2 separate regions of the Pan troglodytes genome follow, and region 1 is linked to region 2. A link is a contact called in public Hi-C data. All regions are on one chromosome and are shown on one strand. The core of a region is the stretch at or near the end of the contact, and the rest is flanking DNA. Distances in the headings are between cores, read along the strand shown. Region 1 holds the start of CYREN (cell cycle regulator of NHEJ). Region 2 has its middle 52 kb from the start of BPGM.

The links. A called contact is a pair of places that touch in the nucleus more often than the background predicts.
Region 1: a contact with region 2 is called in a Hi-C map of stem cell-derived neural progenitor cells, with 4 times the contacts expected there. The contact joins the promoter of CYREN here to the enhancer-like site in region 2. A contact is called at or near these places in 1 of 7 Hi-C or Micro-C datasets (stem cell-derived neural progenitor cells) and 1 of 1 other capture datasets (stem cell-derived neural stem cells).

What each region holds. Positions count from the first base shown.
Region 1 is chr6:150,534,346-150,541,266 of NHGRI_mPanTro3-v2.0_pri, reverse strand. It overlaps CYREN (cell cycle regulator of NHEJ), which reads left to right and starts at 4,169. Exons shown (of 4, transcript XR_010159008.1): 1 at 4,169-4,342; 2 at 5,285-5,360. TMEM140 (transmembrane protein 140) reads right to left here. Exons shown (of 2, transcript XM_063815614.1): 2 at 3,544-6,921.
Region 2 is chr6:150,057,564-150,064,409 of NHGRI_mPanTro3-v2.0_pri, reverse strand. No RefSeq gene overlaps it. Among named protein-coding and RNA genes, the nearest start is that of BPGM, 52 kb to the right of the region's middle. Within about 2 kb of position 5,394, at least 10 of the 24 cell types and tissues checked have an H3K27ac peak or open chromatin away from gene starts, as enhancers often do. A contact at or near this core is called in stem cell-derived neural progenitor cells and stem cell-derived neural stem cells, where this site is marked.

The sequences.
Region 1 (6,921 bases), core at 2,920-5,419, 480 kb before region 2:
ACTAGACTGTCTAAGGCCACAAGATTAGAAGTTACCATAATACATGTTACACTGTTAACTTTTAGCAAACTTCACTTTTGTTGAAAACCTTGTAAGTTTGAGATTTCAATTATCCTTTGCTATTAATAAGAACTTGTTTAGTCTAAACTCTTAGACTTGGTACAGATGGCCTCTTTTTCTCTTTGCTGGTCTTTCCTTGCCTCTGCCAGCCGCTTATGCTGCTGTTCTCTTAACTACTGTGGTGGGGGAAAGGGGGTCTAAAACCAGCTGTTTAACTGTCTATGTACGGAAACCGGTCTGGGTGCTTTGGCTTACAGGTTACCTTGTGCCATACCTTTGAAACAAGGGACCTGTCCAGGCTTCCTTCTGGTGGCCAACCTACCTCTAATGCTAGCCAGTCTATTTCACACAAAGTTCTAAGTTTTCCTGGTGTCATACTAACACCGTAATCTCCTTTAAATTCTCTCTTGAAAAAAAATTTTTTTAACATAGGTCCCAGTGGGGTGGGCTTACTTTGCACCTGACCCATTTTTTTTTTTTTTTTCCAGACAAAATACCACGCTCACACCACACATACCACAAGACAAAGAACAGGTAAAGAGGGCACACACTTTTACCATTTATACCAAACCAAAATCACGAAATTCAAAATCTGAGTACCAAAAAATTCAAGCCAAGTCAAAACCAAAACCAAAGTATCCAGCAATTCAAGTCAAGTCAAAACCAGAACAAGAGTGCCCATGCAGGCATGCTGTGGGTGATCAGGCCACGTTTCCACTCAGATGGACTGGGGCAAGTTCCAAAGACTAGTCTTACCAAGTCAAGCCAAGTCAAAACCAGAACAAAAGTGCCAATACAGGCACACCGTGGGTGATCAGGCCATGCTTCCACTCACGTGGAGTGGGGCAAGTTCCAAAGACTAGTCTTACCAAGTCAAGCCAAGTCAAAACCAGAACAAAGATGTCAATACAGGCACACCGTGGGTGATCAGGCCATGCTTCCACTCACGTGGAGTGGGGCAAGTTCCAAAGACTAGTCTTGACAAGCTTCAGATGTCCGGACTTCAAGTGCCAGTTCCTTCCCGGTGTTCAGCCAGTGTTAATCCTTCTCGGGAGCCTGCTATGCGCCGCTCTGGCAAGGCGTTCCACCGGGGCCATTTCCTACCCGGGAGCGCTCTTTGGATCGCGTCACTCAGGCTGGCCGGAGTCCTCTGCAGGGACGCTCCACATGGCTCCACAGGGCTTAAGCCGCCTAAGGGGCTGCCTCAGCCGTCCGTCAGTCACCTCGCTTCCCGGTCAGGGAACCAAGGACTGTAGCAGGACAAGCCACAGACAAAACCTCTCAGACACGGAGCTGTAGAAGGAAGGGCTTTATTCAGCTGGGAGCATTGGCAAGCTACTGCCTTAAAATCCGAGCTCCCCGAGTGCACAATTTCTGTCGCTTTTAAGAGCTCACAACACTAAAGATTTCAGTCGCTTTTAAGAGCTCACAACACTAAAGATTTCACATGAAAGGGTCGTGATTGATTTGAGCAAGCAAGGGGTACGTGACAGGGGCTGCATGCACGGATGGTCAGAGAGAAACAGAACAGGGCAGGGAGTTTCACAATGTTTGTCTATAGAATGTCTGGAATCTATGAATAACATCGGTTTCTAAGTCATGAGTTGATTTTTAACTACTAGGTTTAGGCCAGGCAGGCCCAGGTCCAGTTTTGGGCCTGGCGCTGGGCTGCCTGTCTTTGATTTCACTTCCTTTTTTTTTTTTTAAAAAAAAAAAAAAAAACAGGTACTGAGTATAAAACAATATGAGAGGGTCTCTCTCTTCCCTCGCTTTAACTTTCGGAGGGCTGAAATTCTTTTTAGCCTTGGTTAATACAGCAATTCATTCCATTCTAGCTATTGTTATTTCTCTTACTATAATTTTACTATTAGTACTTATGCTATTATTCTATTATTTTCTTAATTTTCCACTTAATTAGGATAACAAACCGAGGCCGGGCTCCCATCCTCCTCAAGCACACGAGGGGGGCCTGGCCTAGCAGGGAGCTTCGCCTGGTTTCTGAGGGAATTCCCGGCGGGCCTTTCCAAACCATGCCCGTTCCCTTCCACTAACTTCAGGGGCCGAGAATTGACACTTTCACCCTCCTCAAGCCGGTGGAGCTGCCTCGCTGGCGTTCCCAGCGCGCAGCCAACCGGATGCCAGCCGGGGGCGTTAGCACTGCCAGAATGGGGCGCCCGCGGACCTCCGACTGAGGCAGCTGCCGGGAGCCGGAAGTGTCCCGGGCGCCGGGACTGCGAGGGGGCCGGGAGCTCCCCAAGACCGGAAGTGTCCCGGGGCCGGGAGCGCGCGGGACCCCGGAGCGCGCGGGGCCGGAAGAGGCGGGCGGCCAGTGGAGGTCCGCAGAGTTTGGGCGCCAGGCGAGACGGCAGGGCTTAAAGTTCCGGGTGAGGCGTGGGTCCCACAACCGCTTGGAATTTGCCTCCCGGCTCCGCTCTGGAAGCTAAGAAGGGGCACGAGAGCCGGAGACGGGAACCTGAGAGCAGGGAAGCCAGTAGCCGGCCAGAGGAGCGCGCGGCCGTTCGGGTCGGAAGGAGCCGTTGCAGCCTTGTCCGGCGTGCGGCGGGGTCAGCGAGGCCCCTGCGGTGCTTCGCCCGCTTCTTCCGCTCCGCGCTCACCGGCCCTCTGGGCCTCCCACAGGTCGGCGCCGCCAGCGGCGGGTACCGGCCCGCAGAGGGAGGGCGGGCTGTGAACTGGCAGCACATCGCGTTCCCTCGGGGCCCCCATTCTGCCCAGGCAGGGAGCGGCTGGGATGGGACTGAGGTCGGTCCGCGAGCGCGGTGCCCCAGAGACCCGGCTTCTGGAAGTTGCTGCGGCCTGCTCTTGGGGCCCAGAAGCAGGGCGGGGAGGCGCGGGGTCTGGAGTCTGCAGGACCTGGCTGCGAATCCAACCAGCTGATTTCAAACTTTTCTGTGATCTTCTGCAAGTTAACTCTCAGTTCCTCGTTTGCGAAATGTACTTAATAGGCACCCCAGGGTGAACTAAATTTGTCCGCACAGACTGCAGCACTGCGCTTGAGAGGCGCCTTAGGGGGTAGGAGTCACTAATATCACTGAGTTTTGACAGAAATGAAGGTGCATTGGCAAAGGTGTGCCCCATGGCCGGGCAGGTTAGGAGGAGGGCCTGGTAATATTTTTTCTTAAATTGTAAACAGCCATCTGGATGAGCAATACATTATCAAATTATGATTCAGAGAGGACTATCGCTGACTACTCTTTTTTTTGGGCAAACCTCCGCTTCAGGAGCTTCTGGCTTGATTCCTAAGTGGAAGGTAGAGACCTAGGCCCTCTGAGTCACAACTCCATCTCTCTGGGTGAGGACTGAGCTCCAGGACTGCTGAGTGGAGGCAGAACAATTGGGATAGGGAAAAGAGAGGCCAAACTAGATCAGAGGCTGGCGTGGGCTTCAGAATCTACAGACTGGCACAGTTATGCCTCCGGGCCCCTATTGCTGCTTCAAGTTTGACCAATCAGAAGTATCTTTAGCTTAAGGGTGGCGTGTTGGCCAATGAGACTTTATTGTGAAATAAAATGCCCTCAGTTTCATGTAACTGAGCCACCATAGAAGAGTGGAGAAATCGAGTTGGCCAGATGAGGGAGAGGCCATTAAGAGGTATTTTAGGGATTGAATGGGCTGGGCATCCAGAGGACAGTGGCATTTGGGGTGGTAATGAGAAGGAACATTAGGGGCCTCCGCCTCCTTCCGTTCCTCCTGTGCTGAGTCAGTCAGCACAGAGGCTGCAGGAGGTATCTCTGGTTGGCTTTGGCTGCCTGTAGGGGGCACCAGCTTTGGGGAGGTCAGAGGGCTCTCTCCTGAGCTGCTGTCCTGCCCACAATCACACCTGCCTGATGCCTGTGAATGGCCGTCTGAGTCTCTTGGGCCTTGGTCACTTCTGGTCTGCCCTGCACCGACCAGTAACTGTGCCTGATGACTGGAGGTATTGGAATTCACCGGACTTTATTGTTCTTTGTAGGAATCAAAGATCAACTCCCACTGAGGACAAATGGACCTGTAATTCCGGGTGTGACGAGAGAATGAGATTTACCTTCCTGAATTAAAAAACAGGTCATTAAGCTTGGGCCCTGACTCTTCTTCGTGAGAAGGTACAGAGATGGAAACCTTACAATCCGAGACTAAAACGAGGGTCCTTCCCTCATGGCTGACAGCCCAGGTGGCTACAAAGAATGTGGCACCAATGAAGGCCCCCAAGAGGATGAGAATGGCAGCAGTGCCAGTGGCAGCAGCAAGGTGCGACAGCTCTGGTCAGAAGACTCCTGCGAATCTGGCACGTGGAGCAGGGGCCTCCATGACCTGGGCCAGGTCTTCCAGCCTAGGCAGAACAGCAAGACGGGCGGGTGTTTCAGTCTGATCATCTCTTGAGCTTTTAGAAGGTGGAGGGGCTGTGGGCGGGAGGCAAAGCGGGTTAACCCTCGAGGACAGGCACCCACTTCTGCCTCTGCACTGGTGAGTGCCCTGCCCTCAGCACACACAGAGTGGGTTCTCCATGTCAGCCAGTCTCTGATGCCAGTTGTCCAGAATGCCAGTCTCTTCCTTTACAACAAACATGGTAACATCAGATGGGCAAGATCAGTGGAAGGGTCTGTTCTGAGTGGTGCCTGCCCCTGTGGACAGACTTTTAGGGATGGACAGATGAGCAGCAGCTGCAGGGCCAGCGAGAGCTAAGGAGCTGGGGAGTGAGTTAGTTGAATGACGGTAATTGCCGGTGGGGGGGTGGCGGGGGGGTGGTGAGTCTCCAGGCTGCACTGTGAAGTGGGCGGGGCCCCAGCACTCGGTGTTTCCCTCTCTGGCTCCTCCTCCTCTAAGGTTTCCTGACTGACAGCCTTCCCTTGTGACTGCTGCCGTCTTTCCCTAAGTCTGGTCCTGCTTTCAGGTTCCTCTCAGTACAGCCTCAGCCCGAGGTTCCCTTCCTCTTGCATCCACGTGTGTGTTTCAGAGGCGGCCATCCTTCCCTACTTCCAGATCCTTGTAGGGCAGTTGGTGGAGGGTGGGAGGCACCCCGGTGTTGCCTCCATGAAGCCCTGTGCCAGTCACTGGGCTGCAAGGCTGAGGAAATTGTGTCCGTGTCAGAAAGCTCCTCAGCTCAGAGGTGCTGGTACCTCCTGCGTGGTAGGAAGGCAGGGGGAAGAGGCCCTGCTTCTCCTGTTCTCTTTGCCCTTATGAGACTTGAGAGTCTGTGTCATCTGTGCCTTGCATGTCTTTTTTTCAGACTCCCTGCGACAAGGACTGTGTACTGCATGAATGAGGCCGAGATAGTCGATGTTGCTCTGGGAATCCTGATTGAGGTAAAGTCAGACAAGCCTCTTACTCATGACCAGAAACTCTGCATGGGCAGAAGCTAGACCCTTGGTCACCGTCAGTAAGAGAGACGCCCTCTGCCGTAGGCTACCTCTTCTTCCTCCTGCCACTTCCCTTGCTCTTATCTCGGCCATGCTGCCCAGGCCTCTCCCCATGTGGGTGTGCGCTCGTGGGGTGTCTTTGAGGCTAGAAGCCTGGGAGGGCATGCGTGTGTTAGGGAGGGCGTGTGTGTGTTAGGGAGAGCGTGACTGTGCGCTGGTGTGTATGTGGATGGGACATGAAGCGTTTACCTGTTTGTGTTCTTGGAAAGGTTCCCAGTTGGGTAGATGACTTCTTAGCCATTGCCCCTCTCCTGAGCAGAGGATGCTGAGCTTCCTAGCTTCCTGCAGTAATAATTGCAGTGCCTCAGAGTTGCACAGCATTCTACAGTTTACCAGGTGCCTTGAAAGCATGCGTTATGTCATTTTAGCCTTGCAATAACCCTGTGGTGTGGGACTTTTCCTAGTGCTAAGGCATGGGCCCACACCCAGGTTTTGTGTCCTGGGTTCTGTCACCGGCCTTTCTAGACATGTTTCTTCCATTTCTTTTTCCTTTCCCCTCAGCTAATCCTCATGCCTTTGCTTGCTTCTCTCCCGAGTGGGTTCTGGTTTCTTCAAGAGCTGTGAAGAGGGGGTCAGGGGAAGGAGTGGGGTGAAGAGAGGGTGGGTGCTCAGGATATGGGTACATTGCCTGGCCTGGTCACATTGGCTTTGTAGTTGCTTCTAGATACATCCTGCGTTACTGACAGATCAGCATGTTAGGGAAATAAAACACGTATGTTGAGCCTGCGTTTTCCCGTACTTCACAGAGCCGCAAACAGGAAAAGGCCTGCGAGCAGCCGGCCCTGGCGGGGGCTGATAACCCAGAGCACTCCCCTCCCTGCTCCATGTCGCCTCACACAAGTTCTGGGAGCAGCAGTGAGGAAGAGGACAGTGGGAAACAGGCACTGGCTCCAGGCCTCAGCCCTTCCCAGAGGCCGGGGGGTTCCAGCTCTGCCTGTAGCAGGAGCCCTGAGGAGGAGGAGGAAGAGGATGTGCTGAAATACGTCCGGGAGATCTTTTTCAGCTAGGGCATAAACTGTGCACCGAACTGTCTGCCGAGAGCAGCTGGAGGACAGCTGAGCTTCCACTGGTGCTGCTGGGCCGCCCGCCTGTGGGAATGGGGCTCTCTGTGCTCCTACCTTTGTGCCTTCTTGGGCCTGGCAGATTCACCTCAGGCCAGAAGCCCCTGGACACTCCAGGCCTTGGGGCTGCCGTTCTGAGTGTGCGGAAGGCAGGACTCAAAATGAGATCCCATTCGACTCCCTCTGTATGTACTGTGCCCTCTCCCGGCTCTTGAGGCTCTGGAGTCCCAATTGTCTGTGTTAGTCAGTGACCAGGTTCCAGGGAAAATGATGTCATGTGGTGGTCCAACTTACTGGAACCAAAGAGACAGTACTTTGCAAAGAAAAGGATCACTGCCAGGTGCACTGGAATTGCTACAGTTTAGTCCGCATGATCTCTCCTGAAG
Region 2 (6,846 bases), core at 4,145-6,644:
CTACCCTTGAAATTACTGTAGCCGCCTTTGGGAGCAGCTGGAAACCCTTTCTGCTAGGTGTATTTTGTCTGATCACATCTGGCCAAGGTGGAGGTGAATACAGAACTAAACATCTCTCTTTCTGTGTCTTGGGGAGCAGTGAAAACCTGGGCTCAGGCAGGTGGGCTCCAACCACTTTTCCCAGAAATAGCCACAAAGGGGTTCTAAAGAAATAAGTAAATAAAAATAAAAGCCCAGTGTTCTCTTTTTGATTGAACACCCTGTTAACTACCTGGAGTTTTGTTCTGGACAGACAGCTCTGTGTCTCTTAATTTGTTACACAAAAATTAAGCAGAGCTGGACACATGAGTCAACTTCTCTGTGCCTCAGTTTCCCCATCTGTTGTCAGTAAGCTTCTGCTCTGTAAGAAGCACTTTACTTATATGCTGGAAAGGGAGGGCATGGGAGGGAAATAGAATAGAAATGAAGGGCTTCTTTTTTCTTATTTTAATCCATGGCCACACTGTAAAGCAGCCCATTTTAAAAACTCAGCTGTCAGAAGGAAGTCAGCAAGACCATACCAGTGGGGCCAGGACCAGGCTGAACAGAAACAATTGACGCGGTTCTAGCTTGGTTCCTTCACAAATAGCTCTCAGTGGGAGCTGCTCCTCAAGGCCAGGCCTCCTGGGTCGTCCTGGGCGTCAGATGGAAATGATTTGGGCACATCCGGTATGGCCTGAATCTGATCCTTAGGGTAAGATCTGAGAAAGAAAAGAAAGAGAAGGAAGAAGGCAAACTGATTCCCTTAAAAACTATGCATACTGAAAACTTCATATTTAATGCTCGCCCCTTAGAGCTGTATTCCTAATTATTGGTTTGTAAGACACAACATGATTTTCCCCCTAATTCTTTCCAAAAATGCATTCCATAAATTGTTAGCATCCCTGCCAATGGCCTCAGTCGACTCACATACCAGCTTTAAAGTCAACCCCTTTTAAACCAATGCATCAGTCCCTTGAGTTAGGGGATTATTTCCAGATTCCTATAGCTGCTGGCCTTTTTTTTTTTTAAGTTGAAAATGATCATGTTTCTTTGTAGCTGCTAATTTTTAGAGAGAAATAGACAGTGGCAGCAGTGCATGTACACAATAGCTGTGACATCCTCTAAGGCCCCTTAGCACACTCTAAGACACTCCACCACCCACTTCCTTGTTGCATTGGCTCTTTCCTAAGGGCTCAAAACTCTTTGTGTTCAGAATGTCCAAGAAATTTCCATACATGTTATTGAGGTTTTGCCATTATGATTTGTCATATTACGGAGAGGTGGTGAAACATGGTGGCTTAACACATGGGCTCCAGAACAAACTGCCCAGCTTTGAAGCCCAACTTTGCCACTTGTCCCTGTGTGACCTTGAGCAACTTACTTAACTGCTCTGTGCCTCAGTTTTCTCATCTGCAAAATGGGAATCATATCAGTACCTACTTTATACACAAATATGTATAAAGTGCTCAAGCAGGGCTTAGACAGAATTAGTTCCACACAAGTGTGAGTTACTATTACACAGTGTTTTTAGGTAGGGCTTTGCACCACCGGGGACTGCTCTGATGACTTTTAACAATCAACATGGAAGATGACCAGAAGAATCTGGGGACAAATGAAAACGCATGCAGAGAATGAAAGGAAGGATGCCGAGTGGCTTTGTGACTCTTCTGAGGACATTAAGTTTATTTTCTTTAAAAAAGGCTGATGACGGAGGGAATTATAGACTGTAAGTACCAGGGAGTGCTCAAAGACCACGAGGCTCTCCTCCTTATCGTAGAGCCTGTTGTTAGGAAGTTGAGTGCAGAACTCGTGCCAGCCCCTGGCGTCTCTCAGTCCTCAGCCCCTAGGCCCAATTCTTCCCATTGCTCGGTGCTGCCTCTCCTGGGGGAGAGATGTAATGCCAGGACCAGGTCCTCAGCTCTCCTAGTGTTGATTCTACAGCACTCAGATGGTTGGCCTTGTTTTGAGTTTCGTCTTCTCTGATTCCCTATATATTTTTTGCAGGACCATTTTGCTCAAATGCAATTTTCTCACCCCACTCCCAGGCTTACGACTCTCTAGGGCTTCCCTCCTGTGTGTGGTGTGGCTTTGGACCTGACTCTAATTTTTATGGAGGCTTAAAGAAGCAGTTTCATTACTTCTCATTTTTTTATGTCACTTCTTATTCCATCTAGTGCTTAATAATTTGCTTTCCCCAAGAGTAGGTGCTCAGTAAAGGCTTTTTGCCAATAGAAGGGACATAGGGGCACTGAAAATTGCTCGACATAAGTATCTCCAAGGCTACTCAGCAATTTAATAGCAGGTATAGGAGAAGATCACAGTTTCCTCTTTGTTCTCTCTTGTATCTGATGGGAATAGGAGGTGGAAGGGTGATACCTCCACTTAGAGAATACAGGAGACATGTTTATTCTGACCATTTAAGTCATCTGTGACATAGAGTGTCAAACAATATTTATTCTCAGGCTCCAGTGGGATGGCAGAGATAGAAAAGAACAAGAGGCAGCCTAGGCTAGCAAGGAGGACCTGAACTGGAAGTCAGGAAGTTATGTGATTGTTAGTAGAAGATGTAATGATTAGAAGCTATTCTTAATCAAAGAATTCTTAATAAAAATTCCTAGAACTTCCATGCCTTCAGCAGCTCACGCAGCTAAGAAAGAAATTATCCACGCCCTGGGGGAACCTAAAGCCCATCAACTCCCTGGCTGCCACGTGCAACCCAAGCGCGGAATAAGGCTCATGGGACCTGTGCCGCATACTGAAACAGGACTGCCAGCTTCCCAAAGTGGTCAGTGATGCTCCTCCAACTGCAGCTACTCTTTGATGACCTGGAGGGGTGTTTAGTCATCATCTGAGCCAGTGCAGTTCAAATCAGCCCAGGGTTCTGATGAGGCACCACATACACAGGGGGAGGATGTGGGGAGCTGAATGGCAGAGTCCTGGGGCCCCTCCTTCATTTCCACGGGGCAGCTCTGCTTTCAAAGACAGTGTTGTGATTTAGAAAGAAGAAAACCTTGATTTAGAGCCACTGCTTTGGGGAATTAAGTCTCAGAGATGAAGTAATGGGCTGCAGGTCATTCAGCCAGTTGGTAGCAGAGCCTGGGGTAGAATCCAAACCTTGAGCGCCTCGTGCCCAGTCCCCTTCCACTTCATTCGCTCGTGCTCCCAAGTGTCTCATTATACACATACGTCTCAAATAACGATGCTAGAGGATGCTCCAGTAACACTCTTTTTTTTAAAAAAAAAGCATTACAAAAGAAAGCACCAAAATGTCCACAAAAGCATACACAAGGTTATTTATCTCCAACAGCCCAACAAGACAAGATACCTTCACACCCAGCTTGCAGGTGGACTGTTCTCTCTCCTCTACCCCAGCTGAAGATAAAAAAGGCCAGCCCTTGGCACCATCAGCTAGTCAATAACTTAGTTTTCCAGGTCTTTCTTAAAAAAGACAGTCCCTCCTCCTCTTTAGCCCTTTTCTCACTGTCAAATCAAGGAGGAATCTGCCACCAATAAGTTTACCGGAACCTCCATTGACTGACTACTTTTCCATTGTGAGTAAATGTCTTCAGAATTCTCTGTTCCTTAGTGGTATGTGCTGTTAAAATTTTATCTCTAATGATTTCAGTAAAGACTTTTTATTAAAGGAATTTCGAACATCCATGACAGAAACAAGGGAAGATGCTTTTTCTCAGTGGTTGGGGAAGACCTGTGATCATATTAGGTGTTAATTCAAGCTGCACCTCAGGTGGCTTAACAGCAAATCCTGTTTTGATCTTTTAAAGGCAGAAATCCCTCCCTAGTCATCGGGACCTATGAGTAGAACTTGAAGCATCCTTTGTTGGTTTTTCAACCACAGACTGCCTGATAAGCCCCTCCATGCCTCTTGCCAGGATTCTGCCTGGTAGGGAAAGACACAAGGGCCATGATGGCACCCTCCTCCTTGGCCCCTTTCCTATTCTACCAAAAATCTTAATTTTCCTCTGCCTCTGCCAACTCCCCTGTGGTCTCAAGTGTTCCAGGAAATGAGGAGTAATTCTTTAAATCTTGCTTTAAAAGGGGAACACCATGTGACTCCTCCCTGTGGTGGGTGAGGGGTGGGGTGGGGAGGCTGAGGGGGCTCAACGGTGCCTGTAGAAGTCCAGGTTCAGGTCTCCTGGGGGAGGAGGAAACTCTGTCGTCCCTTCCACTCAGCATCAGCCAGCCTGGAGACCGCATCAGATTGGCATAGCTCCCTGGAACAGTCTCCCCTTCCCTTCATCCTCCACCACCGCACCCCCCCACCCCACCGCCTCCCGCCCCCGTCTTCTCTTTAGCTCTTCCCTCCCTCTGCCCCCAGGCTCCTACTTGCATTCTTTATATCTTCTGGCATTTTTCATGTTGTTTTACTTTGTATTTAATAATAGCTCTGCGTTCTCTTCTTTATCTGAAATCAAGGCTCATACCTGCATCATGTGTTCACTTTGGGAGTAAAATTTATGGCCGAACTTGCCATGGGGTTAATTGCTTTTCATTAACTTCATACTTCTTAATTATTACAAATTATTTGCCTGTATTAGAAACAGTTCCATCCTGTGCTCCAAATTTACTAGCCTGCAATTGCAACCAGAAACGGGAAGTCTTGGATTGCCCGTGCTTGGGGAGTGAGGTTCCCGGCTTTATGCATCGGAGTCTGACCAGACTGAGGGTAGGAAGAGGGTGGGTAATTCTAGATCTTTAGACTTCAAAGCCCAGATTAGGGCCCGTAGGCCAAATAAAAATTGAATTTAGCTTTTCTGAGCCATAGACTGTTCTGTGTCTCAATTCTCAAATCTATAAAGTGGAGTTAGAAGGATAGAAAGACACGATGTGTATATTTAATAACAAGTTTACTTTAAAATCAGTTTGAAAAACCTATACTTCACATAATGAGTGGGGTTTCAAAAGCAAGAAAGAGAGAAAAAGTATACCCACCAAAGGGGAGGGCAGAATAAATCCCAATGGAAAATTTGTGCCTTTCTGCGGTTGGAGTCATTTGGTCAAGAAATGATGAAATTACAAATTTCTGAAAAGGGCATGTGTGTCGGAGTTCCTGAGGTCCAGGTCTCAGCATGGTACTTGGGCAAGGCCAGTGTTGAACTCTGAGGAAGAATAAAGAGAAGGAAGTGGTCACGACCAGCATTCTTTGCCAAAACAGCAGTGGCTCCATGGCCTCGTACTGCCCATGAGCCTCTTCATCTCATGGATTTGAAGCAAGCTCTCTCAGCAAGCCTGTACACCCATTGTCCCTTGCAATGTGATTCGTCCTTTAACTCTTTAGATGGGAGTGGTTGGTAAAAAGGGAATCGCAGCTGGAGGTTTGTGGGAACTGGCGTATTCAGACTACACAAAGGCCCTGTGTGTGCAGCCACAGCCACAGCTGTGGGAGCCAAGGGCCTGGCACTGAGGAGAAGTAGGTATTCTCAGTGCAGGAAAGCATTCCTGTCCGTGCTCACAATCCATCTGGTATTGACTTTGAACTCACACGCAGAAAAAAGGAAAGAAGTCGGCCCAGCAGCTGAGCCCAGAATCAGCTGGGAGGACAAAGTTCCCTGTAAGGGAGCGTGGATGGACAGAGGAGGACAGGGATTTGTAGCCACTTCTGCAATCGCTCTGACCATTGCCAAGTGGGCTAGCAGCAGCAGATGTTCCAGCAGGAGGGCAGTGTCTGTGCCCAGCGGCAGGGCCATTGAGTCCTTGCTGGAACCATCTCACAATGTTCACTGAGTCTTGTTCTCAGCTGACTGGCTTTCCAAGCTTAACTCTCTTGGCTTTCCCAAAGAGTCTGTGAGCCACCCAATATCCTTTAACAAATTCCTTTTCTGTTTAGATTAGCTAGACTGGTCTTTACAGCTTTTAATGGAAGGCCCTGGCACTGATAGCTTTCGAAGGCTGGAGCTCTGTGGCTTTTAATACTCCATGCTAAAGAAAACACAATTTTTTGCTTTGTTTTATTTTCTGCAAATAAACTGTCTTGTTCTCCTCTTCCTATGTGTGTATTTATATAGTTCAGTTAGGCTTTAATATACAAGCTCTGAATTCTCCAAATATCAAAGCAGACAGTTTAAGAAAAGAAGGAAAGCAAACGCCTATTTCTCCCACTTTCAAAACACACACTTAAATTTTGTGTGGAAAAAAAATCTAAGCTCTCTAGCTCCACTCAGTGTCCTGTTGAACTGGTGTGGCACCATGTTACTCTTTCAGAGAATGAAAATGAAACTTGCTCACTGTAGCTTCATTGAACCACTTTATTCTTTGACCAATTTTGGATGGGTATTTTAATTAAAAATTTTTTTTCAGCCAGGCACGCGGTGGGCTCACGCCTGTAATCCCAGCACTTTGGGAGGCCAAAGCAGGTGGATCACGAGGTCAGGAGATCGAGAGCATACTGGATAACACGGTGAAACCCCATCTCTACTAAAATTACAAAAAATTAGCCTGGTGTGGTGGCACACGCCTGTAATCCCAGCTACTCAGGAGGCTGAGGCAGGAGAATAGCTTGAACCCAGGAGGTGGAGGTTGCAGTGAGTTGAGATCAAGCCACTATACTCCAGCCTGGGTGACAGAGCGAGACTCTGTCTCAAAAAAAAAAAAAACAAAAAAAATTAAACTAAAAACAGTATGGGACAGTGGCCAAGAGCATGGGCTTTGGAGTTAGGTCAACTTGGATTTGAATCTTGCTGCAGCTATATACTACCTTTGCGACTGTGTCTTGCTACTCAGGTTTTGTGAGGCTCATCTGTAAGATGAATATAATAAAAATGTTCACCTCAGAATATTATTGTGAGGATTAAATAAGATCCAAGACCT